Linked DNA regions of Macaca mulatta: region 1 is linked to region 2. A link is a contact called in public Hi-C data. All regions are on one chromosome and are shown on one strand. Each heading gives the region's core, a stretch centred on a gene start, on an enhancer-like site or on the middle of the called end of the contact. The rest is flanking DNA. Distances are from core to core; before and after follow the strand shown. Region 1 holds the start of SETD7 (SET domain containing 7, histone lysine methyltransferase). Region 2 holds the start of RAB33B (RAB33B, member RAS oncogene family).

What was found. A called contact is a pair of places that touch in the nucleus more often than the background predicts.
Region 1: a contact with region 2 is called in a Hi-C map of liver, with 2.5 times the contacts expected there. The contact joins the promoter of SETD7 here to the promoter of RAB33B in region 2. A contact is called at or near these places in 3 of 14 Hi-C or Micro-C datasets (fetal cortex germinal zone, fetal cortical plate and liver).

The regions. Positions count from the first base shown.
Region 1 is chr5:148,441,833-148,445,729 of T2T-MMU8v2.0, forward strand. SETD7 (SET domain containing 7, histone lysine methyltransferase) reads right to left here and starts at 2,209. Exons shown (of 8, transcript NM_001257503.1): 1 at 1,885-2,209. The coding sequence starts at 1,924.
Region 2 is chr5:148,335,470-148,339,026 of T2T-MMU8v2.0, forward strand. RAB33B (RAB33B, member RAS oncogene family) reads left to right here and starts at 1,875. Exons shown (of 2, transcript NM_001257437.2): 1 at 1,875-2,182. The coding sequence starts at 1,934. LOC106998506 (a long non-coding RNA gene) reads right to left here and starts at 1,763. Exons shown (of 2, transcript XR_013417304.1): 1 at 1,409-1,763.

The DNA.
Region 1 (3,897 bases), core at 959-3,458, 110 kb after region 2:
CAAAACCATCCCTGTTTATGTAAACTTCCCTGTTTTCGAATCCAGTGGACAGTCTCACAGAAACAATACTGATACATTTCTAAAGCTCTTGGTCACAGTCTGCAAAGGAGCCTGAGGACTGTGGACAACTGGACATATGTTTGTAAACAGCTTCAAAGGGGAATGAATGTGGTTTAACACGGAGAACAGTACCAGCAATCAAGGGTTTGTATTTAATTTTTACAAGTAAAAGTAAATGTTGAAGAAAGAAAGCAAACCCTAACAATCCTGGGATCATTTTTCCTTTATCTTTCACAACATGGAGGCACAAGAAGTCAACAACTTTTAACTTCTGAGAAGGCTCCCTGTGGATCAACTCAATCAATGTATCTGGGCTCCAGTCAGCCCCAACATGGGCTTTATTTATTAGAGAGATAAATAGCTCTGTGAGTTCACAACATGGTGAAAATGTTCTTAACAAAAACCACACACTCTTTAATTGGCTTCGAAGTTAGATGAAGAAATAAGTTTTAATATTGGCATTACATTGAATACTTTTCAAGAGTTCAGAAATGTTAGTCTGCTTAATCTCCCCTTAAGACCTCAGAAGCACTGCAAAGGGAATTATGTTTATGAAAACATTAAAACTGATTTTTCCCAATGTAACAACAACCATGTATCCTTACGCATTTGTAGTGTTGCCACTTTTTTCTTTATCTTTCGTCAGAACTTGTGTTTATACAAATCGGACAGAAACCAGATTCAACAAACAGCTAAAAATTATTTACTCACATGCTTGGTTTAAAACATTCTGGTATCATACCACACCACACTGAAAAACATCACGACGTACTGTATGTAGTGGAACCAAATAAATACACTAAAGAGTATTTTCCAGTATTCGCTGTTACAAAATCATAACATCCCATGATACAAACAACGAGATTGTATAACGTCCCCACATCGTTTTTTCAGAACTAGCAAAAAAAAAAAAAAAAAAAAAAAAAGGTGGAGAAACTCAGCAAAACAAAGTGGCGAGAAAAGTCGGGGGAGGGGCGGTAGAAGAGAAGGGGCGGAGAAACACGACACCGAGGCGGTGATATCACCCACAGCCAACGGCATGGAATTCAGAAAGTTAAGTGTCACCCAGCAATTTCGGTGCGGGCTCGCGGCGCGCCTGCACAGCGTGGCGGCTGCACCCCGGCGAAGCAGGAAGGGGGAGGGGGAGGCCTGACTGAGTTCGCTCGGGGGCAGCGGAGGGGAGGGCCGCCCGCCTCCCGGACGGCGCGCGTTCGAGTCCCGGGTCGGGAGCCTTGTCAGTCGCCCGACAATGATTTCATCTTTTCGGAAGCGCTACCGCCTGGGCCGCGGCTGCCACGTGCCCGGTCTGGCCCCGTGCGCTGCGCCGGGGGACCTACCCGGACGCGGCCGCGGCCGCCGCTGGGCGCAGAGGCAGCAGAAGAAAAGGGCTGGCGGCCGGGAGGGAATCCGGGTGGCCAAAACTGGGCTAGGGGATTGCTCCGCGGAGTCCGCCGGCCTCAAGCGGCTGCCCTGAGGAGTGCACCCACCCTCCGCGCCCAAAGGAGGAAAGGCCAGAGCGCGGGGCAGGTTTCGCAACTCCGAGGGTGGATGCAGGCTGTGGCCGGGCGGGATGGCGCGGCCGTGCCTTTCCAGCGCCCCCGGCCTGGCAGAGCCCCATTCTCGGCCTGCGCCCCGCCGCGCAGTGCGCGCTCCCGGCGGCGTGACCGTGGCTGTCGGGCCCCCGCCCGAGCCGGGCAGCCGGCCACCCGTGTAAGGGACAGTGGCGGCCGCGGGGCCCGGCGCCGCGCCGCTTGCAGCCCGCCACTCCTTCCGCGCTCCGGGCCCTCTGCGCCTCCTCCCCCGGCCCTGGAGAAATGCTTGTACCTTCCACCGCCTCCTCCACCATCTCGTCGTCGCTATCCATGGCGGCTGGGGACCCTGCCCAGCTCGGGGCTGCGCGGCTGCCTCCCGTCCCTCCGGGTGCTCCTGGCTGCTGAGCGAGCTCTGGGGCTCGCGAGTTTGGAGGAGGAGGAGGAAGAGGAGGAGCAGTCGGGGCTGGCTCGCACTGCCTCCCCCTACAGCCCTTTCAATTCCTTGGCCTTCAGCTGCTGCGGCAGCAGCCGTCGTCCCCCCTCCCTTCGCCCACTTGCCCCTCGCCTCGGAGGCTCCGGTGTGTCGCCTTGGCCGCTGCAGCTGCTGCAACTTTCTCCTGTAATACCCCCTCTTTGTTATCGAGCAGCTGATCCGCTGACATCACCCAGCGCCGGTGCGCTCCCTCCCTCGCTGATTGACAGTTCCCTGTCCCTTTCCAGAAGTAAGGCTCCTTAAAACGAAAGGAGCTCCGGGGCCGAGCGTATTCCGCGTCCCAGCCAACCCGCCTCTGGCCCGTGAGCGTTTCTCCTTTGCTTAGGCGCGGCTTGGCGCGCCCCGAGCGCGCAACGCGGTCCCGGGCGCTGCAGGCTTCTTCCGGACACTTGGACGGCCCGTGGGGGCTCCGAGCTCCCGGCCTCCAGTTGTGCCGGGAGCAACTTGAAAGTCCGCCGTGCACTGTCCGTGCCCCCTCGAGACAACCTCCAAAGTGCCAGGGAAGCTAAGGAAGCGTTTCTGACGCTCTGGCGCCTGGACTTCCTCTCACCCTCGCCCCCACATCACCCCGTTCGCCACCGGGAGCTGCACGAGTGCGACACGCACCGGAGCGCAGGTGTCCTCGCGGTCCCGCATCGCATCCGCAAGCCGATTTCCCGAGCTCGGGGGCTGTTATCTGGCCCGGATTCCGCAGGATGGCGGGTCCACCCCAGCGCCCCCACTCCCCGCCCTCCTTCGGGTCGCCAGGCCCTCGGGTGATTCAGAAATGCATCAAATCCAAATGGCAGCGGGCTCTCTGTCAGGCAGGAAACAAGCCGCACCGAAGGCTCGGCAGGTTCCTTCTCGCGGCTGTGGTAATTGAAAAGGAGCCGCCGAGTGGAGCTAACGAGGAAGGAAGGACCCTCCGTCTGGCGCGCCTCTTTCCCGCGCCTCCCGCCCTGTAAGTGCGATGTCCCCAGCTGTCTCCCTGTTTCTCCAAGTGCCAACCACTTCACAGATTCAGGCGTCCTCAAGTGGAGAAAACCACTGGGCACCCGGCTTCCGGCCCAGCCACTTAGTGTCATTATGGCGCTGCCTCTTACAGGTGGCGGTAAAGGACGACTGTAAATAGCCGATTAAATAGATGCAAATGTACACAATGTACCGTGGAATTACCGGGTGCCACTCTGGGCACCTGCCAAGAACAGCTACTGCATGGAGGGGAGGAGGGAGCAAAAAAAAAAGTAGTTCCATTTTGCTTTCTGAACAATGAATGAGACTTTGGGGATTTCAAAATACTTCCAGCGCCCGGGAGACTACTCCTTGTTTTTGGCTCTGTGCTTAAATGGTAGATATTTTTGTCAAGTATTGCCGGCTTGTTTCTTAAAGGCAGTTTTTCCTCTGTGAAAAAGAGAACAATGCTAGGAACATTAGTACCACACACTTCCAGGAATTTCAGCCCCTTTGACTATTTTAGAAAGGGGAGGGCCCTGGACCAGAAGTTAGGAGACGTTGAGTCCTGGTGCTGCTCACCTGCAGAGGTGTCTTGGGAGCCCAGCCAGCCAGCCTGAATTCCTCCAGATTAGAGAGAGGCTTAGTCTACATTGACATAAGGTCCTTGGGGCTTAGGCTAGACCACTCAGGTTCTCTGGCTCAAGCAAGACACCCTCTAGCTTAGTCTACACCTCTCTGAAGTCTCTTGGCTTAGGTTTGACCTCCTTAAAGTCCTCCAGTGCAGATACTGGGAGTCCAAGGCTAAACAGAGAAGGTGTACCTGCAGTGGAAGATGAAAGAGCCGCTTTAGGTTACATCATTTTCAAACATGAACCACAG
Region 2 (3,557 bases), core at 625-3,124:
GTTAGCATAAAGAATTTCTGCATAAAGAATTTGTGATGTAGCTTACCAAGATCTAAACTAAAAAGTCCACAATACAAAAAAGAACAGGGGTGCAATGATGCTGAGTTTTTTTCACCATCCTTGAAATTCTCCCATTAACCACAGCTTTCAGTTTTCAACTGCTCTTCGTCCTTAAATCTTCAGAGTCCCTCCTTTGAATGGGATAGGTAGAGTAGATTAGAAGAAGTATATTCCGAGGCTCTCTAATAGTCTCTGGATGATTAATCTTCATGAAAATAACCTCACAGATAAGTAATTAGGATTTTTCACCCCATTTCTATAAACTTGGTAAGTAAACTTTTTCTCTAGCGAACATAACTTGGTATATTAGTGACTGTGGAAAGTCTTTCTACAGCAACAGAAATTACTCTATATCAAGGCTTTTGCAAATTCCTGGCAACTCCGGGCATGTTTAAGTTCTACCACTCATCTGTTCTGACTACATTTTCATCTCATCTGACGGAATAAGCAGCTCATCTCCTTTCCTAGGACTTTTAGTGCTCAATTGTCCCCCTCACTTTAGTTAAGGCCTGCCATGTCCTCCTCCTCTCCGACAGTCCTTGACTTTGCCAATGGCATATTCATCTGCTCAAACAGATGTCACTGCAAAACAAAACAAACTTTTAACAAAAAGGAAATCTGTTTGCATATTTGGGACCTTTTGTATGACAATATAGGACGTGTCCTCAGAAGAATTCACGGAGATTCTTTAAGGTTGGGGGTTTAATCTATTGATATTTTCCTTAGGTAGACAAAGACAACCTCTAAGTGCGCTCAGTTAATCTTTAACCGCCACATCAGCGTCACCCAGGAACTAAGACATAACTAGGGCATAATGAGTTTTATTTCCACCAGAGGCGCCTAGTAACTCCCAGGTTCAATGCTCCCAAGTGGCAGACATGTGATGTGCTCTACTTTTTGGGCTGGGGACATTAACCCAACAAACTGTGGTCACAAGGATCACGCGGATATTCTTGGGGACTTGGGGGATGCCTAGCGAAATGCGCTGTGCCTACGCCTCGAACTCTCGCCTGCTCTCCGGTGGGCGGCCTCGAACTCCAGCCTGCTCTCCGGCAGCCCACAGCAATGCGCCTGCGAAGACCTTAGGCTTCAAAACTCAGTGCGGCCCACAGCTCGCCTCCAAGTGCGCCCCGCACCGGGCAGGCTTTCGGCGATGACTCGCGTCCCACCCATCTAGCCCTGGCCGCCGTCCCAACTCCCGCAGTTCACAGAGGCGGTGGCGGTGGGGAACGCAGCCGATGCCACATCCCCAGCGGCAAGCTGAGGGAACCTGCCTCTTCTCCGGGGCAACCAAACGATACATCGGTGCCGGAACCGACCTGACGCCGGAGCCCGGCGACATCCTTACCGTCGCTCTCCAGGCACACGCCCCCGTCAAAGGCGGCTCTGCGGCCCTCTCGCGAGAGAGCGCCCATGGCACCTCCTTCCTCTCAGCTGTCTATCTCTCCCCGCCCCCGGAGTGATTGCGCGGCTTCCTCCAGAGGGCGGGAACGTTGGACGTGGCGGGGCTAGGTCAGCCAGAGCGTTGGGCCTGGGGCGCTCGGCTCAGCCTCTCGGCAGGCTAGCTTTCCGCGCCGCCATAAAGCCCCCGACAGGCCCCACGCCTGCCCAGGTAGACCGGCGCCAGCCCGAGTGACGCGTGGCGTGTGGCCACGAGCAGGCGGCTCAGTGCGGCAGGGCGGGCGGGCGCCACACCTGTGCGCGCGAGGGTGGGGCGGGAAGGTGCGCAGGCGCGCTCGGGGCTGGTGGGCGGTGGCTCGTGGGAAGTTGCGCAGCCGAACTGGCCGGCTGGGCGCGCGCGCTCGAGGTGGCGTAATCTCTCAGCCTTTCTGTGTCTCCTTTCCTCCGCCTCAGTTTGGGGCGGGTCGGGGGAATGGCTGAGGAGATGGAGTCGTCGCTCGAGGCAAGCTTTTCGTCCAGCGGGGCGGTGTCAGGAGCCTCCGGGTTTTTGCCTCCTGCCCGCTCCCGCATCTTCAAGATAATCGTGATCGGCGACTCCAATGTGGGCAAGACGTGCCTGACCTACCGCTTCTGCGCTGGCCGCTTCCCTGACCGCACCGAGGCCACGATAGGGGTGGATTTCCGAGAACGAGCGGTGGAGATTGATGGGGAGCGGATCAAGGTGAGCAGATGGGGAACTGTTGGGGAGGATGGGATGACAGGTGTCCCAGCCCCACCGTGGGCTGGTCGCTGGCCCTGTGCACGGTGTGTGTGTGCTCCATTTTTTTCTCATGCTGATGAGATTGGAGTTGGGGATTGGAAGGATTCATATACTGCAAACTTCTGAGACACTGTTTTTCAGACTTCAGTGTGCATGCGATTTCCCTGGGGATCTAGTTGTTGAAAATGCACGTTATGATTTGATAATCTCGCGGATGATGCAGGTGCAGCTAGTCCGTGGACCACACTTGAGTTCAAGAGTGTAGGGTTTATCTACCGACCCATTGACTGTGTGTCATGTGCTGGGAGTCAGTGAAATATGAACGAAGGAAAAACAGTGACAGTTCGCTAGCATGGAAAATTCATTTAATCTGTAATAGTTATTAAACATTCATTTGAGCAGTGCCTTAGGTGTTGTGGAAGTAAAGCTCATTGCCTTTGAGGAAGTGCTTAGGTATTCTCTTGCATACAGTTTTGCTATGGTAGTTTCTGTATGATACTGATTTTAGAAAAATCTGTTTTCCTGCAGAAATATTCTGTATGTGATAGTTCCTATTCAGGTTGCCAAAAGCATTTCTCACGATGCCACCTCAGACACACACCTAATTCTTTATTCCCTTTAAGTCGTTATTGAGGGTCCCTGGTACTGGGAACACTGAGTGACAGTAATAATGGAGGAGGTAGTATAGGCCCCAGGGCAGGTTTGAGGTTCTGAAGGGTTGGAATGCAACAGTGAAATGAGGATCAATGACAAGGCTTAGGTCTCTTGATGGTATAAACCTTAGACACACCTTCATAGCAAGCCACCACTAAATGCCACCTGTTGATGCCACTCCTTAAAACATAGGTGGAACTACCCTGCCTTATACCACTGCTTTAAATCAGAGATCATCTTTACCTCAGTCTCTTGGTGGGGAGTGGTGGGAGAACAGGCTTGCTTCAGACATTCCTACCCTCATATCTTTGAGGCAAGAACAATTTATTTTTCAGTTCCCTAATCATCGACCCCCACCCCAATGGGTTATACTGCTAATGATGGTAGAGGTGAAGTAAGCAGAGTTAAAAGAAATTAACCTTTCTTTGGTGCTTTTGTCTTTTAATTTTTCACATTTGTATTTCATGTCCCATATGAGCCCTCAGTGGTGGTTTTGGGGGTGCTTTGTATTAGGGAGTTTAGAAAGATTTGTATACTTGCAGAAGAAAAGATAGAATAAAAGGCTAAATATTTTTCACCAGAATTAGGTTTGGCCCAGAAGCCTTTGGGGTGAAAAATAATGGAGCTTCTGAAGTTCGAAGGGAGTTCAGTTTGGGAGAAGCAGGGAATCTGGGCAGTACGT